2 separate regions of the Mus musculus genome follow, and region 2 is linked to region 1. The links are chromatin contacts, called in public Micro-C maps. All regions are on one chromosome and are shown on one strand. Each heading gives the region's core, a stretch centred on a gene start, on an enhancer-like site or on the middle of the called end of the contact. The rest is flanking DNA. Distances are from core to core; before and after follow the strand shown.

Region 1 (3,011 bases), core at 196-2,695:
GTAACATAGGATCAGAAGGGCAAAAGAGGAAGAGTGTGAATCATCAAAAGAAGAACAGAAAAACACTTCTACCCAAGGCATCATCTTTCAGTGTGGGCAAAATTACCACTTGGGAATGGTATTGAGCCGTTCCTTAAAAAAAAAAAAAAAAAAAAAAAAAAAAATCACCTTGGAAGAAAAACATGCATGCCCTATATTTTTTTTTTTTCAGTAGTAACCAGACCTCAATAATGGAACTGTTTATCAACTTCCATTCAACAGAGTCAGGAGAAACTAGTATTTTGACGTCCATGGTAAAAAGTGTTGACTCTCTGCTGTGGCAATTTGAATTCTGAAATGTTCTCTCCAGTTGGAATACTGACCTATGGCTAGATGGCCTTTGTTTTTAAGCCTGTTCATAGTAATTAAATTTGTAACTAAATAAAAATTAAGGAAATCTATGGATAGAGAAGTAGAAAGGATGCTATTTCTGTGAGAAGCAAATTGAATTCAATCTCTACTATAAAGCTGAGGTCACTGCTTGTAGATTAGACAAAAGCAAATTAAGAACTTTGGAGGGAAGCTAAAATGTTTGAGAATTTCTGAGCTCAGACATCACATATGACTATTTTATTTTTGGTTTCTTTTATTTTTATCTTGGCTTTTGGGGTGGACATATGATCTTGCTATGTAATCCAAGGTACATCACAGCGTACCTCCTGTTTTGTTCTCTTGTGTTTCTGGCACACACAACCACATCCTGATTTATAACTCTAATGTCTAACTGGTTGTAGAAACTCTAGGAGAAAGGTGTGGTTCACACCTTATGATTGTGGTCTATATAAATCTGTGTAAGTACAAGCCTGTGCCCGATGGGCAATGGGTCCAAACAAAACATATAAGTGGCTCCCTCCATGCAATCCTTATAATCTCTCATCTAAACCCATCCACAGATATCTCCTGTCTCCATGTTCTCCACCTACATTATAAGCAATACATTTCTGAAAGAACTGAGATTACTTGGGCCTTTGAGGCAATGTTTCTGGCTCTGTGAATATGCAGTGACAGCACTGTCTCAGAATCCTAGGCTTCATCCTATGCTCTTCCATCTCATCCTGAAATAAGCCTGTCTTTAAACTTTGATTTTGAGACAAGATAAAACAGCGGGGACAGAGGCATGCATGTAGTCACATTTCAGTCTTGCCTACACCTGTCAAGAATTAAGTCATAGGAACTGCCAACAGAACATGTGCACGCTTTGACTTGGACTGTACAAGAGCAAGTACCTTGGGGCTTTCTGGAATGGGTGGACAAATCAAGTTCTAGGCCCAGGTTAATGAGGCAGCTGGCAGTTACAACAGCAGCAGTTACCACTGCCAGGGAGAGGAGCGGTCTTTGCACGGCCATGGACCAGAATACCAGGGCACATGGGTGTGGTTGTCTGCCCATTCTGCCCAGAAGGTCTGTCACTGCAAAGGAATGTCATTTGTTCTCCACCCTGACCGCCAAGACAGAAGCTTCCACCACACAGACAGCAAAACTTGTCAGAAAGAGATCATGACATAAAAGTGCAAGCATGGGGATTGCCACACAGATGTAAGGAAATTTACAGAACCATTTTGGATGAGATGAGAATCTCTGACTTTGAACCTCGTATGCTGACACAGATCTGAATATAGCTACCTTAGATGTAGAATTTACAGGTAAATATCTCCATAGCCAATGGATGGGAGGGAACACTATTATCTTATCAGACTTTAGATAATTGTACAGACCAGTTATTAACCAAGTAGGCTAAGGTGGCTAGCCAGCAAGCTCCAGGGATCTGCCTGTCTCCACCTCCTTCGTGCCAGGACTTAAGTAAGCACCATGTGGCTAGCTACTTTTACGTGGGTTTCTGGATCTAGCTCTGCTACTCATGACTCTGTGGCAAGTACTTTACCAACTGACTATTTCCACAAACCTTTGTGCTTTTCAATTTTTCAGTGCTAAGTATTAGACCCAGGACCTCATATGTGCTAAGTGGGCAAAGTCTGAATTTCTAAGCAATACATTCTAATGGGGGTGTCTTAGGCAGTGTATTTGGAGAAACAGAAATCTAGAAATTAAAATCACGGAGGTAGGACAGAGAAGAAAAAATTAAAACATGGCTTCACTTTTTAACACTCAAGTGAATACAAGCCTCAAACTCTCACTGTTGGTTACAAAGAAAGATTGTGTTGTTGAATAAAATTACAGTGTGACTAACAAATAGGCTTGTCAATTTGGCTCTGCATTTCTGGGCTTAATATGAGATTACTATAGATGTCAGGTTATCTTCAATGATGGATTCTTCTCAGTAAAGTTCACTCGCAGTAAGACAGAGGAACATAGCTCGACATATCTACCCTTATTTCTTTTACCACAGCTGTATCATTACTGAACACCACTAAGCGGTCTGCCCCAGCCATATATCACTGCCCGCACTCTCAGCAACATAACCTCCCAGGCCACTCTTTGCTCTTTCCTCCACTCACTCCAATGTGAACTAGGAAGATTTACTTCACATCTCTTATATTTGTCTTTGAAAAGACTGCATGGAATTAGAGTCAAGAATAGAGTCTCAAGAACTGTATCTCAGAGACCATCCTGGGCTACGTGGAGAATGTGGAACGGTACCTGTTCACTCAGAACATACTCAGAATCATTCTCCCGAGGCGTAGCTCAGTAACTTCTTGTGGAAAGCATGCTAATATTATTTCATCTGAAGAGTGAACTTGTGTCCACCTGCTGCTGAGCCAAGCTCTGAGTTCACACACAGAGGCCGTGGAGGCAGCATACCTCTCTTTATGCTACATATATTATCTCCTGTCATGGGCTCACAGTATATTCCAGGACACAAAGATAATCCTCTCACGGTTTCTTTTATAGTTGTCCCCCTTTTCATCACATTTTCTTATCTTGACATCTCAGTGTCTTTGGAAATGTTACTTCATGAGCCATTCACCACAAATTCTTCAACCAGATTTACCTATTTAGAGAAATTGCCTGAG
Region 2 (3,011 bases), core at 245-2,744, 200 kb after region 1:
TGTGTGTGTGTGTTTGTGTATATGCATGTGTATATATGAACATGTATATATGCTTGTGTGCATGTGTATGTTTGTGTGTGCGTGTGTATGTGCATGTGTGCATTGTGTGTGAATACATGTGTTTGTATATGTGCACATGTAGGGAGTATTTGGGGCCTATGGTGTGTGTATGTATGTGTATATGTGGGCGTTTGTGTATGCACATGTGTGTTCATGCACATGGATGGACTGTGTATGTAAAAGTGCATGTGTATATGTTTGTGGGCATATGTGTTCATGTATATGTCTGGATATCTGTATGTGCATATATGCATGTGTGTGTATACATGTGTGTGTGCTTTCATGTACCCTATTCTTCATATCCTTACACAGTTTCTCAAAGCAGAGGAGACAATGCCTTCTTTATTCATCTGACTTCACAAAGTCACCTTCACATCTGACACTGATCTCTAAGAAACAGCTGTCTGGGTGCATGCCTGCCAACCCAGCTACTGAAGAGACTGGAACAAGAGGACCACTTGAGCCCACAAACTAGGCACCAGCCCAGGCAACTAACAAGGCCCTGACTCCATCCCCTCAAGAACCTGTTTCTGATATAGATCATTATTCTTTCCTTTAACAAAACCCATATGTAGAAACTATCACTGCTCAGTATTGGATCCCCACCCAGGGATAGTAATTGGCTAGACACAGGAGACTGGAGGCATTGACCTTGTGGACTCTGGAACTAGCAACAATATGAAAATGGCACCCTGGCACCTCAGGTGGGACTAAATTGTCACCGACAAGGTCTGTGTTTATAATCCGTACTGAAAAGAGACTCTGGGGAGTGTGCAGATGGCTCACTTGGGAAAGCGTTTGCCACATAAGCATAAGGAGCTGTGTTCTATCCCTGGCACCCACCTAAGAGAACACACCTTAACGGTGGTCATGGAGAACCTCAGTACTGGGAAAGAAGAGATACCAGCATCCTGGAGCTTGCTGGCCAGTCTATCCAACTCCAGGTTCAGTGAGAAACACTGTCTTAGCATAGCAATAAGCTGGTAGAAAAAACGACTGAGAAACCAACCAATGCTATGCTCCAGCCTCCACACTCAGGTGCATTTGCACATGTACACACACACATGAGAGAGAGAGACAGAGAGACAGAGAAAGAGAGACTCTGAAGTTGGCATCCTAAGCCATTCCTTATGGAAGTCAACAGCTGAAATGTCCACATAACCAGATTCCGCCATGGAGCCAACAATTTGCTCTGGTTGGAAATCTAAGCTGTGGCAACAGCTGTTCTGCCCCTCACCCTAGTGTGGAGCTTTTCACACAAATGGCCCTCACAGCTGGGGTGTGGAACCATCTATTCTTTCAAGGCAGTTGTTCCCCCAAAGAAGTATTTGTTCTGTGTGCCCCACATTTTCCAGAGCACAAGACCAGGATGGCTGGAATCACTGTGCTGTTAGAGACAGAGGCACCAGGCAGCTGTCAGCCCAGGACCTGCATGAGTCTCGGCCCAGAGGATATCAGCTTCCTCGCAGCTGTCCGTACCCAAAACCCCACAGGCCCTCGGTGTAATTCTCATATGTGTGCTATTAAAAAAACAAAACCTTCTATGAGACAGAGATCCACACCAGGCTATCTGCCTCCCTATAGCTGTGAGAGCAGAGAGCCCGAGTCTGAACAGACTTTGCAAAACTGCTTCCTCATCCAAGCAGAAAGGTTAAATTCAATAGGAAAACATCATGCTAGCCCAAGTTGGTGTTTCTCTCAGGTTCTAAAGGAGTTCAGCAAGCGCCAGGTTTTCTCCTACCTCAGTATCCACACAGCAGCTGAGTACACTGTAAATTGCAAATACTCCTCTTTGAAAAACAAAGGAACAGGGTGGCCAGTTCTGTACATGGGAAAGAGCAATGTATAGGATGTCATACAAGCGTTTGGGATCAACAGCTACTTCAGCACAAAGGGAGAGAGGTTCTTGTTTGTTTGAGGCCTGGTAATTATAGGTGACCTTCAAAGAGGGGAATGGTCCAATAGGGGACCGCATCTCTCCTGAAGAGAATGCCAGTTCAGCAAAATGAGCTCCTTGGGGAAACCTCTGAGCTGGTGACACTGGCTCAAGTTTAATTTCACAAGAACCATGTAGTGATATAAATTGATGTTTCTCTAGAGAAATTCTGGGTTGTTGTTGTTGTTGTTGTTTTTATTCAGAGTCTTTAAAGGTATTATCTTTCAACTGTTGCCACTGGCTCTCTAAAGGTCTCTAATGGTTACATTGATAACAAGGGGACCACCCAAAAGTAACAGCCTAGACAGGAAGCCATGGAAGAGAACTAGTACAAATTGTGATAAGAGTACCAAAGTGTAGATCTCTGAAATTGATGGCTTTTGATAGGGGAGTGGGTGGGGGAAGGACTCAGCTTTCTTTAAGGGGCTGGCCACTGGGAGCTTGACCATGCTCCAGTGAGTATATGGGTAACACAAATTGGATGACCTTCTTCTTCTCTCCTCCTCCTCTTCTTCCTCCTCCTCCTTCTTCTTCTGGTGAGGGAGTTAACAGGGTGGAGGACAGACCTTGGAGGACTGGGAAGTGAGTATGATAGGGGAAGATAATATGAAATTCCCATCTAATCAATAAAAACAATATGTTGGGAAAAGAATGAAAAAAAAAAAAGGAATTTCTAGGCACTGAGTCACTCCCATGTCCTGAAAAACAAAAGAAAGTCAACCACAACATGTCCAAAAGAGGGAACAAGAGGGTCGAGAGGCCCAAGGAACTTCTAATGCCATCAGTGGTGATCAGAAGAAAAGTGTTCATACTGCAGTTGAATGGACATAGGACCTTAGTCTGAGAGTGAGTAAGTGCTCCCAGGCCAGTTGTTGCTATGCAGGATTCTCTTCTCCCTTCAACTGAACTGGAAACACTTGCTACCACATGTCCTAGCTCAAACCCACCTGCTATGGACATGAGACAGGAGAGCAGGGAAAGAGTGCCCACCAGTAACTGAGGGACAGAAGAACTG

Evidence for each region. A called contact is a pair of places that touch in the nucleus more often than the background predicts.
Region 2: a contact with region 1 is called in a Micro-C map of muscle stem cells, with 4 times the contacts expected there. The contact joins two enhancer-like sites. A contact is called at or near these places in 4 of 484 Hi-C or Micro-C datasets (the C2C12 cell line, muscle stem cells and myocytes).

The regions. Positions count from the first base shown.
Region 1 is chr17:9,820,111-9,823,121 of GRCm38.p6, forward strand. No RefSeq gene overlaps it. Among named protein-coding and RNA genes, the nearest start is that of 4930452A19Rik, 46 kb to the left of the region's middle. Within about 2 kb of position 1,446, at least 22 of the 459 cell types and tissues checked have an H3K27ac peak or open chromatin away from gene starts, as enhancers often do. A contact at or near this core is called in the C2C12 cell line, muscle stem cells and myocytes, where this site is marked.
Region 2 is chr17:10,024,012-10,027,022 of GRCm38.p6, forward strand. No RefSeq gene overlaps it. Among named protein-coding and RNA genes, the nearest start is that of Gm34799, 120 kb to the left of the region's middle. Within about 2 kb of position 1,495, at least 15 of the 459 cell types and tissues checked have an H3K27ac peak or open chromatin away from gene starts, as enhancers often do. A contact at or near this core is called in the C2C12 cell line, muscle stem cells and myocytes, where this site is marked.